Linked DNA regions of Mus musculus: region 1 is linked to region 2. Evidence: chromatin contacts called from public Hi-C data. All regions are on one chromosome and are shown on one strand. Each heading gives the region's core, a stretch centred on a gene start, on an enhancer-like site or on the middle of the called end of the contact. The rest is flanking DNA. Distances are from core to core; before and after follow the strand shown.

What was found. Hi-C and Micro-C count contacts between places; a contact is called where the count stands out from the background.
Region 1: a Hi-C map of bone marrow-derived macrophages shows a contact between it and region 2, with 88 read pairs. The contact joins two enhancer-like sites. A contact is called at or near these places in 4 of 39 promoter capture datasets (HPC-7-derived erythroid cells, embryonic stem cells and liver), 12 of 15 datasets of contacts at CTCF or cohesin (CD8 T cells, the G1E-ER4 cell line, the NIH/3T3 cell line and 6 more), 328 of 484 Hi-C or Micro-C datasets (the 3T3-L1 cell line, 3T3-L1-derived adipocytes, the 63-12 cell line and 162 more), 78 of 115 datasets of contacts at active chromatin or transcription factors (the 230-238 cell line, CD4 T cells, CD4 single positive thymocytes and 49 more) and 5 of 9 other capture datasets (adipose tissue, embryonic stem cells, liver and 2 more).

The regions. Positions count from the first base shown.
Region 1 is chr4:40,895,290-40,901,127 of GRCm38.p6, reverse strand. It overlaps Gm34289 (a long non-coding RNA gene), which reads right to left. Exons shown (of 4, transcript XR_001784553.1): 4 at 757-1,116. Among named protein-coding and RNA genes, the nearest start is that of Spink4, 22 kb to the left of the region's middle. Within about 2 kb of position 2,472, at least 36 of the 459 cell types and tissues checked have an H3K27ac peak or open chromatin away from gene starts, as enhancers often do. A contact at or near this core is called in the STO cell line, adipose tissue, bone marrow-derived macrophages and 8 more, where this site is marked.
Region 2 is chr4:40,779,612-40,785,564 of GRCm38.p6, reverse strand. No RefSeq gene overlaps it. Among named protein-coding and RNA genes, the nearest start is that of Gm34213, 9.6 kb to the right of the region's middle. Within about 2 kb of position 4,229, at least 183 of the 459 cell types and tissues checked have an H3K27ac peak or open chromatin away from gene starts, as enhancers often do. A contact at or near this core is called in the STO cell line, adipose tissue, bone marrow-derived macrophages and 8 more, where this site is marked.

The DNA.
Region 1 (5,838 bases), core at 1,223-3,722, 120 kb before region 2:
AGTGGTTGCCTGTGGCCACTCTCAGGGATGAAGAGCCCAAAGCTGAAGTGTTTTTTGTTGTTGTTGTTGTTGTTGTCATTTTGGTTTTTGGTTTTTTGGTTGTTTTGTTTTGTTTTATTTTGCCTCTTTTTCTTGGTCTCCAGCTCCAGCACTGCAGGAGTTGTAGGGAGGATTGGGGGCAAACTGACCCATCAGGAATGGTCAGGCATGTGTGTTGGAAGCTGAGCAAGCTGTTCCTGGTACTGGACATAGCTGGGGCAAGCTCTGAGGTTGAGATAAGACAGAGGAGGGCCAGGGAGGCTCTAGGGCGAGAGGAACGCTTTGGCCACACCCTCGGGTCTGTACTGTATGAAGGATGCTGTCTTAGCTACTTTTCTATTGCTGTGAAGGGACACCATGACCAAGGCAATTTATAGAAGAAAGTGTTTAATAGGGGCTTACGGAGTCTGTGACTATTGTGGTGGGGAGAATGGTAGCAGGCAGACAGGCATGGTGCTGGAGTAGTAGCTGAGAGCTTACATCTCACCTACAAGGTCAAGGCAGAGAGAGCTAACTGGGAATTGGCTAGATTTTGAAAATTCAAAGCCCATCGCCAATGACACTCCTCTTCCAACAAAGCCACACCTCTTCCCAATCCTTTCCAAACAGGTCCAACTATGGTGAATCCAGCATTCAAACATATGGACCTATGGGAACCATTGACCTGGCCGGCGGGTCAGTCAACAGGGTCTGCAAGGCAGAGAGTAGAGATGGAGGGGCAAGAGACGCAAAGAATAGTGACAAGGCAGTCTAATCAAGTCTCATTTATTGAAAGGCAACTCTGGGTATATAAACACAATCTGGGGAGTGCAGCTGGAGACACTTAACCACAAGTCCAGGATGTGTCTGAGAAAAACAGAATGTTATCAGAGTGTGTTCAGCTGTGGTGGGCTGCTTGCAAAAACATCATGTTAGGAAAACAAGCCTCTTGTCATGGTGGAAAAGTACCAACCTGTAAGTAAATAGCCCAAGATGGATGTAGAGAAGATAGCTGCTTTCTGCTGAGAGTTGGCTCCCAACTAACCATTTTTATTCAAACACTGTAGCTGCTGCCTATCTCAGGAGAGCAGCAAACAACTGGAAAGGAAGCAGAAAACTGTGACATGGATAAGCCTGACAAAATAAAACATATAGACACACCAAGACCCTCCCTGCAGCACTTTGCCTGCTCCTGGCCCAGGGAGAGGTATAGCTTTCAGCTGGAGAATATGCCCACATTCTCCAGAGAACCAGAGCAGATATAATCTCCTAATGTCCACGGGGAAGTAGATGTCTTAATTCTATTCAAAAATTCAGAGAAAGGCAGGCATGCCTATATTTACATGGAAAGGAAGAGGGGTATTAAGCTGGGTTGTTCCTCATTTTTCTCTTCCTTTCCTTCTCTCCCCGCCCCCTTCCCTCTTCCGTCTTCCTTCTTCGTCTTCCTTCTTTTCTTGGATGTCTTCTAACTAAATAGTCCAGACTACATTTAAACTCTAAACCCTACAGAGTACTAGAACTACAAGTGTGCCCACAAAACCTGGCTCACCTGACCCCTTTCTGGAGAGATTTTACCCAGTTTGCTTAGGGCTCCACCCCTAGCCTAGTCAACAGTGTATCAGAGGAGGCCTATTCCTTGGATGGGAGTTGCCAAGGTCAGGCTGTTCCTGGCGAAGGAACCAGCATGGGACGAGTGTTCTCTTCAGAAACAAAGCTCTGCCTAAAAAGGAAAACAGCTTTGGGAATTGTGAGATGGTTCTGTGGGTAAAGGGGCTTGCTGCCAGGTCTGAAGACCTAAGTTCAATCCCCCAGGATCCCCATGATGGAAGGAGAGAACTAACTCCCCCAAGTTGTCCTTTGGCTTCTACATGCACATAAAAGCACTTAAATAACACCCCCCCACACACACACACTCTAAATAAATATATAAAAATAATAGTACAATTTTTGAAGAAGGAAAATAGGCTCCCCCTCCCCCTGCAAACTCACTCCCTAATAACAACTGCTATACATTTTGGTGAAAAAAAATTTTTTTACACGTTTCCTGCTCCATGTGTATTTGTCCACATTTAACATAACTGAAATTATAATAGCTATACATTACGTGCCTTACTTTTTCACCTAGCACACTATAAACGCTTCACTATTAGAATTGCTGCAATCATAATTAACACGCTATAATGATGAGACCGGCTGACTCCATGACTGGCTTCAAATTGGCAGCCTAGGAGACTAGGCCTAAGAACTGGGCAAGTCCAAGCAAGCCCAGGCATGCCAGTTACTAGAAAAAAAACCTCAGTCTTCGGGCAGCTAGTCAGCAACTATCAGAAGCTTCCCTGCAACCTGGCCTGAAGCAAGGACAATGGGTCAGCAAGTTTCCAGACCTCCCCAGTAACAGTTTCCAGCCCCCATCCCCCTGGAGACAGAGTAAGATAAGGAAAGGCCGCCTACCTTGTGTTAGCATTCCTTCTAGGCTCTGCCCCACAGTTACCTGGCAACAGCCAGGTAGGCCTCACTCAGTATAAAAGAGGCTGCTTGCCCCCTCCTCACTCTCTTACTCTCTTACTCTTTCTTCTGTCCCTCCCCATTCCCCTCCCCACTCTCTCTCCATGTGTTCATGGCCAGTCTCTCTCTCTCTCTCTCTCTCTCTCTCTCTCTCTCCCTCCTCTGTTTTTCTCTGTCTCTCCTCCCTCAACTCCCCTTCCCGTGCCCTAAACAAACTATTCCACACTATATCTGTCGGATGGCTGTCGAACAGCTTGAGTCTGTAGAGGCATGCCCGTACCCTGCACCATACCGCACCTCTATCAAACATATTCCTGGTTCTTCCTTTCTTTTTTTATAATACACAGCAGTTTCGAGACCCCACAGATGGAGTAGGATAAAGGTCACCAGCTCTGGAATCCCCTATCGTGCTTTAGATCTGACCTGCAAGCTCACTTGGTTGTCTCTCTCTCTCTGTCTTGGTAATGGGGAGACCCCAGCATGCTGGACTTCACAGAATAAAATACTCTTTGTGTTTATAAACTATTTGAGTTCAGGTGTCATTCTTTGGCTAATCATAGAGCCTTGCATACTATGATTGTAAGTTAACCAGCCATGTCCCTGTTGTAGGGACAGATATGCATCTCTCAATATAGAGAAATTGGGATTTCTTTCTTTCTTTTTTTTTAAAGATTTATTTATTAGATGTAAGTACATTGTAGCTGTCTTCAGACACTCCAGAAGAGGGTGACAGATCTCATTACCAATGGTTGTGAGCCACCATGTGGTTGCTGGGATTTGAACTCAGGGCCTTTGGAAGAGCAGTCTGCCCTTAACCGCTGAGCCATCTCTCCAGCCAAAATTGGGATCTCTAAGAGGGTTTTTTCCCCCTTTAAAAATCTTTTTAAATTACATTATTCATTCATTTTGTGTAAGTGTGCGACACATGCCACAGTGCTTGTATGGAAGTTAGAGGACCATTTGCAGGAGTTGACTCTCACCTTCTGAGGCAGGAGAATAGGAAGTGGGAAGGGAGAAGAGGGTTCTAGAGGTTAACTTACTAAAGGCAGCAGGAAAGCGGAAACAAGAGACTGGCAGTCCAGAGCCCACCTGCCTCCCTTCAGAGCATGTTTGAGAAACAGGCAAGTTTATGAACGTGGAGGGGGAGGGTACTATGTTAATGGCCTGTGGGAGCCAGGCCCCTGGGAAGGCCTGGGATGCCTCTGGGCTCCTCTGGGCCTCTCCCTTAACAAGCTCTTCCATTTCTTGTAACTTTCCACACGTCTCTGTACAACTCCTACGAGGTATGTTCTGGAGAGACGGCTCTGTGGGTAAGAGAACTGGCTGCTCTTCCAGAGAATTTGGATTCGATTCCCAGCTCCAACAGGGCTGCTCACAATGACCAGGGGAATCCATTGCCCTCTTCTGGCCTCTGTGGGCACCAAGAATCCATGTGGTGCACAGGCATGGAGGCCAAGCCCACGTACACATAAAATAAAGACAAAGAACTAATCCAGGGAGGCGGCACGAGAACCTGGAAACTAACTGTCAGCCCTCTAGACTCACAGCCAGGCCTGTAACACTGCTGCCGTGTTCGGCCTGGGATCCATCTTCCGTTGTTGGCTTGCCAGCTCCTGGCTGTCCAGCCACCTCTCTGGCCCCGAGATTTCTAAATCCTTCATTATGATTGAGGAAGTTCTTTCCACAATCTCCCTCTCAGTTAATAAGGAAACTGTGGAATAGTATGAATCGATAATTTAAACAGCCCGCCTCTAAAAGCTTTTTTTTTTTTTCTTAAATTTTACTACAGTTGACTATGTATGTCAGAAATCTCCATCTCTCTGTTAGGTATCCTAAACCCTCACTCCCCTCCTCTGCTGGAATATCAGCTGAGGCTTCTTCATCCCTCCCTGAGGATCTGATGCAGGGACTGTTACAGAGGTTCCAGTGAGGTTAAAGTAACAAACAAATGAGAACCTGTGAGGACTTGGGACCAGTGTCCTAGGATAGAGATGTCCTCCCAGGAGGCCTGGCAGAAGCCGTTCTGGGAGAGCAGGGCAGACAGGGATTTTTAGGAGATATTATGCACTGATACCTGCCAGGCAGTCTGTCAGGAAAGGGGTGGATGGGGGAGGCGTGGTGGTGGTGGTGGTGGTGGTGGTGGTGGTAGGAATGGGGGCGGGGTGGGAGAGGTGGAAGTGCAGGCAGAGGTAGGGACAGGAGTAAGGAGTCAGGGGCAAGGGTGTTTGAAGGATGGAGTAGGGTGGGCATAGAGGGACGGGGGTGTTTGAAAGTGGGGAGTAGGGTGGGGTGAAGGCGGGGGTAGGTTGGGAGTGGAGGGTCCGGGGGGGGGGGGAGGGATTGGAGTGGAATTAGGGAATAGTAAGCACCTTGACACCTCTCATATCTTGTAGCATCACTGATTAGCAGAACTGAACTGGAAGGCAGAGGGTTATGTACTCTTCAGCTAACTTCTCAGTACCCAAGGAAGAGCAGAAAACAGTGAAGGTGGATCTGTTGAAGTGATAGAGACTGTGAAGAGACAGCATCTCTCAGTCAGACTCTTCTGGTTAAAAACTACAAAAATAAACTAAAGCTAGTGTAAGTTTGGGGATTAATTATTCAAATTATTAGACTACCTGGGAGTTTCAGCATCTATTTCTTTTTGTAGTTGTTTTTAAGATTTATTCTTTTTTAATGTGTTGAATATTTGTCTGGCTTTGTGTATGTGCACCATGTGGGTGCAGATTTGAAGCGGCCAGAAGAGGGCATGAGATCCCCAGAAACTAGAGGTACGGCTGGTTGTTCATTGTCAGGTAGATCCTGAGAAACACCCCAGTCCTCTGCAAGAGCAGCAAGTGCTCTTAACTGCTGAGCCCTCTCTCCAGCATCTGTGATGATGATTATATTTCATTTGCTTTTTGAGAGTAGGCTTTCTTGTAGCCCAGGCTGACCTGAACTTCCTATGTAAGCTAGACTAGTCTTGAACTCCTGATCTTCCTGCCCCTGCCTCCTAAGTGCTGGGATTATATGCATGTACCTTCATGCCCAACTCAGAACCTATTTCATTCTTCTCTTTTGTTCTAAAGAATGGCTTCTTTTACACTCCAGTCCACCTGCTCCATACACGATAAACTCTAATCAGTCAGATAGGGAGCCTACATTATATATCTCAGTTCCTCTACCAGTTAAGTTCCAATTGTAGAAGAGAAGCCATAAAGTAATTCAAATAGAGAAAGCTTAACCTAAGGAATTATTAACTACACTAATGATCAGAATAAGGAGGGATTGGCAAGTGAGAGTGAGAACTCTGCAGAGTGTAGGAAGAGCATCTAT
Region 2 (5,953 bases), core at 2,980-5,479:
TGAACCCCAGGTATATTAGAACTAACCACGCCCTTTAGAAACTCTCCCTTTCTTTCCTATTGCTCTCATTTTTCTTTCTTTCTTTCTTTCTTTCTTTCTTTCTTTCTTTCTTTCTTCTTTTTTTTAATCTCTGCACCAGTTCTGGATATTTTGGAAGTTATTTTCTAATTTAGAACCTCTCTAGAGCTCCCCAAGGGAAAACCATCAATGACTTAACATTAGCTTGTACTTTTGGATTCTAGATTTTCTATTTCAGACTGCTTTTTTTTGGTATTTATTTATTTTTTGTTTTTTTGAGACAGGGTTTCTCTGTATAGCCATGGCTGTCCTGGAACTCACTCTGTAGACCAGGCTGGCCTCGAACTGAGAAATCCGCCTGCCTCTGTCTCCCAAGTGCTGGGATTAAAGGCATTTGCAACCACTGCCCGGTTCAACTGCTTTTTATTCTTCCCAAATCTTCACCAAAATGCTCAGTCTTGCTTTTGAACACAGAAAACACAGACTGTGTTCTGCTCATTATAATCCCAGCCTTTAGAGCCAGGGTGGGGTTAGTTCTATTGCATAACGTTTTTTGCTGGGTTTTGTTTATGTCATTCGCCTCTTCAGGGTGAAAGGCTACCTCTTGGAGAGCTCTGATGTCTTCTTGCAGAAAGCATCTAGGTTTGCTTCTTCCAGATCCTTTGGGATGGCTTGACTGCAGCTTCAGGGACGGAGCGGGGTGATGTGGCACATAGCTGTCATCTCAAGACTTCAGGAGGTTACAGCAAGCAGATCCTGGAAAGGAGAAGTGAGCCAGGGCTCCACTCCAAGATGCTGTCTCAAACCCAACCGAAGCCAAGACAAATACCTCTCAGAGACTGAGATGGCTTGGAGCCGGTCCCTGTCAGGGCTGTTTACCTTTTGTTCACAGCTGGCCCCTGCCCTTCTCATTTCTTTTTATTTTTAGAGGCAGGAATCTTGAGGTTGATTAAAAGTCAGAGAAGGGCCGGGCATGGTGGCGCACGCCTTTAATCCCAGCACTTGGGAGGCAAAGGCAGGCAAATTTCTGAGTTCAAAGCCAGCCTGGTCTACAGAGTGAGTTCCAGGACAGTCAGGGCTACACAGAGAAACCCTGTCTCGAAGAAACAAACAAACAAAAAAGTCAGAGAAAATTAAGGCAGAACTGGAGTTAAAGGGCAGTTGTGAGTTGCGCTGTGGCTCCTGGGAGTCTAACTGAGGATCTTCAAAAGAACAGTCAGTGCTCTTAACCACTGAGCCACATCCCCAGACCAACGGGATTCTTCGCATACGTAGACATTTCAAATTGGAATGGTAAAAATCGCTGGGAATGGTGGTGCATGCTTTTAATTCCAGTGCAGAAGCAGGGGCATCTTTGAGTTCGAGGCCAGCCTGGTCAATAGATGAGTTCGAGGATAACCAGGATTACACTGAGAACTGTTTCATAAAAACAAACAAACAACAACAATAAAAACAAGCAAAAGTTATGAATCAGTGACCCACACTTAAGGCCTACAGTCTGTGGCCAAGTATGGCTTTTCTCCTCTCCCGTCTAAACATGTCATTTTCTACAGTTTCACAAACCAGGACTAGTTATAGACTGCATTGAAAATGAAAGGACACATCTCAACCCCCTTGGGAAACATTTTTTGACCCATGATTTCTGTTGTGGATTGCCCTGGTGCTGTTTGCATTTTGATGTCAATTCTGCTTCCTCAGGAGGGGCTGCCCTCTTGAGAGGTGGATCACGTACTCAGGTGATTTCATGTGAACCTTCTTCCCAGTTTAACTGGTCAAATAAAGGCTAGAGCCTGTGACTAGGCAGTGGAAGGGAAAGGTAGGGCTGGAGGTTTCAGAGAGGGGGAAGAGAAGAAGGAGAGAGTCAGACGAGGAGACAGAGGAAGATGGAGGAAGAGACGATGGGCAGAAGATGGAGCAGGACCATGGGGCCTGGAAAAGCCACAAGTAGCAAGAGATCTCATAGCTGAGGAATAGAGTAGTGTAGTGGTAGATCTGCCCAATCTAGGCGTGCAGCTTATAAATATTATAACTGAGTTGTGTGTTCTATGCTTATTGGGGTTGGAGATTTACTGTAACAGATGTCATCTCATCTGACTTCAGTCCTACCCGGGGCCTGTCAGGAAGTCCATACCCTATAATCCCACTTCCAGAACCTGGAGGTGAGGGCGTGGGGAGCTAACAGAGGAAAAGGTACAGGGACTTGCAGAATCTTGGTCATAGTGTCTCTTCACAGCAATAAAACAGTGGCTGACTGAGATAAGATGATCACTATCATAAGCAGTGGATCTCTCTGAAGAAAGGTCATTTTCTTAGCTGTCTATTGTAGCCCACATTGCTCCGCAGATATCTATCTATCCAAGAGAAAGGAGTCATTACACCCACCCATTTATTTCTACTCCTGTGTTTGGGTAGATATTTTTTAATTCTCCGGTTGTCTTCACTGAGCCAAACTGTAAGAAGTTAAATCCAGGGCTGGTGAGATGGCTCAGTGGTTAAGAGCACTGTCTGTTCTTCGAAGGTCCTGAGTTCAAATCCCAGCAACCACATGGTGGCTCACAACCATCTGTAACGAGATATGACTCCCTCTTCTGGTGTGTCTGAAGACAGCTACAGTGTACTTACATATAATAAATAAATAAATCTTTAAAAAAAAAAAAAGAAGTTAAATCTGCCTTACTTTCCTGAGCCTTGTCTTTCTGTAGTTATTGGGTTTGATAGCATGGAGGTGGTCAACGCCCTTGAAGACATGACAAGGCTCTGGAATACAGAGATGAGAGAGGTTCTACTGAGGCAGGACAGAGGGATTAGGGGCTGAAGTAAGAGGAACTAGCACTCAGGGGAACTAAAAGTTTGACTTCGAGTGAAAGCAAAATATTATCTTTATTTTCATGTATGAATATTTTGGCTGCACATATGTTTGTGCATCACATACATGTCTGGCTTAGTCCAAAAGAGGACATTTGACCCTCGGGGAACTAGAGTTACAGACAGTTATGAGCCACCATGTGGGTGCTGAGAACTGAATACCCGTCTTCTGCAACATCACTAAGTGCTCTTAACCCTGGATTCATCTCTCTAGCCACAAGAGACTTAACGTTTACCTCCACCCCACCCTTCTTGTTCTTGCCTCTCCTTCCTGACAGACTGCTTTTGGGAAGTAAGGCTGGTTTGTTGGGTTGAAAAATGATTGGGCTGGGAAAGGTGGAGGTTCTGGTTGTGCAAGAGTGTTCAGTCTAAGCCACTAGCTGTCTTGGTGTGCCTTGGGCTAGGGGGAGGCTGTTTCCTGTGACTGAGAGGCCCTGGGGCAGAACTTGAGCTGGAACATCAGTTCTAAATGGACAAAAGTGTCAGCAGACATCTTGCCCTGGTAAGCCAGGGCTGGGCTGTGTCAAACCCTTTATTTCTAACTTGAGAAAGGCTTCAGGTTTCTGGGGTTTTTGTTTTTTGATTTTTTTTTTTCTTGACAACTGCAAATGTGCCACGTGGACACCACAGTAGCCAGACTCAACAAGAAAAACAATCCCCGGGGGAAATCTTACTCACTTCAGTCACAGGACTGCGGCGAGTGACTCAAAGTTTATCTGTCATATGACTATACATGTCTCTACCTATGGGCTTCCTATCTAAATATATGCATTCGTCTGTGTCCCTGTGGGGGCCTCTCTGTGTTGTATGCTGGCAGAGAGAAGAGGGGACAGTCTGTACTTCAGGTTGTGGATTTATGAGCACCATCCCGTGTTGCGTGCCTGTATGGATCTGCATGTCTCTGAATTCTGTCTGCGAATCCCCCATGTGCTGGTTTCTGTATTTTTACACTTGTGCGGAATTGCCCCTCATTTCCATGACTTTCTCCAGTTAACGTTTCCCTTCATTTTAGATGCTCTGCTCAGGCTCAACTCCTGTCAGGATTAAGGTACCACCTTAGTCTCAGATTCCAATGTTTTAGAGTGACTACATGTCAGTTCTTTCAAACCCTGACTCTCATCGTCTTCCACCTCACTGAGACTTCTACCAAGTTACAGCCCAACAGGTCCCTGCTGGGCTCCCTTAATGTCTCAACTGCCTAAAACCTGTAGCCACTGCTGGGATTCCTCGAGGTAATGCAAGCTGCTTTTTCTTCCTTATTTACAGCAACTCCCTTTACCAAGCCACAACATCCTGCCCATCCCCCAGCTGCTGCTCTGGACCACCTCACAGATAGAGCCTTGAGGTTAAAGGGTGTGAACTTCCTCCATTTCCTGCCCTTCCCACCTCTAAATCTGCTTGGAGCCGCTGCACCCTTGCTATTCCGTTTTTTTTTGTCTTTCTTCACATCCAAGGCTAGATTCTAGACTGTGGTGCCATCTCTTCAGTCTCTACTGTCATGTGTCATTTAATAACCACTAAAGAAAATCTAGTCAGGTTGCTTTAAGTCATCGTCTGTCCCTGAGCCATACAGTGGGAAAAGAAATATCTGGTGAAATGTGGTTTCCATGAAAGGGTTAATTGTGATGAGGCAGAATTTAAAATGGAGGGGTATTTAAGGAGGACACTGACAAGGGAAAGATGCCCTTTACCCTACGGCCTTGTGTGGGCTCCTCGGTAGAAAGCCGGTAGAAAGCCGAGAACTTCAATTCAAGAGACAGTCAGGAGAGCTCGACTTCATGGAGACAATGCTCATTTTCTTGATGTATCTAAAAGTCTAAGAACAACAAATGAACTGTTTGCTTAGGGCCAGGTACCTGGGGCCTGTGGGTTTACAGATGATATTCTTCTGGTATCCCTAAGCCAGAACAATGCAGAAGTCAACTTACAATTCCCTCTGCAAAGGGAAGTCTTCAGGATAAGAAAAACAATCGAACCAGCTCTTTCTTTTCCTTTCTTTTCTTTTCTTTTCTTTTTTTTTTTTTTTTTTTTTTTTGTTTTAAAAGACTTCTTGGGGCTGGTGAGATGGCTCAGTGGGTAAGAGCACCCGACTGCTCTTCCGAAGGTCCGAAGTTCAAATCCCAGCAACCACATGGTGGCTCACAACCATCTGTAATGAGATCTGACTCCCTCTTCTGGAGTGTCTGAAGACAGCTCAGTGTACTTATAGACAATAAAAAAATAAATTAAAAAAAAAGATTTCTTTATGCTGGACATAATGGTGCATGCCTTTAATTCCAGCACGTGTGAGTGAGCCAGAGGCAGTCAGATTTCTTTGAGTTAAAGGCCAACATGGTCTACGTAGTGAGTTCCAAGACAGCCACAACTACATAGTGAGATCCTGTGTCAAAACAAAACAAAACCCAAACAAACAAGCAAACAAAAAGATTTATTTACTTTTATTTTCCACGTATGAGTGTTTTGGCTGCATGTATGTCTGTGCACCATGTTTGTGAATGGTGCCCATGGAGACTGGGCGAGGACTTTGGATCCTCTGACTATAGTTCCAGTTGGTTGTGAGCCACCATGTGAGTGCTGGGAATGAAACTCCTGAGATAGCAGCAGAGCCATCTCCAGCCCCAGTGTTTGGTTTTTTAGAGAGAGTGTCTCAGGCTAGCCTTGAACTTGCTGTAATCCTTCAATCTCAACCTCTCAAATTCTGGCATTATAACCTCGGACTACCGTGCTCTATTTGGCTCATACTTTTTTTTTTTTTTTTTTTTTAATTTTTATGTAGCCACAAAGCTTTGGAAGCATGGTAAGCCAGGGTACTGGTGTCATCCAGAGACTGTGTCAAATTTCTCTTTTAATGTCTTTGTCTTCGGCTGGCTCATTGGACCTAGCAGGAGCTCATGCAGACTGATTCTGTAATAGGCGATACAGCTCCTTGTGCACAGCAGGCAAGACACTCTGTTTCAAGTTTGTCTTATAGATGAGAGGTCTAAATGGGCTGCAGATGCCACGAGTAAGTGCATGGTCAGATTTTATCATTAGCATCACCTCCTCAGCTCTCTCCTCTTAGCACATTTTA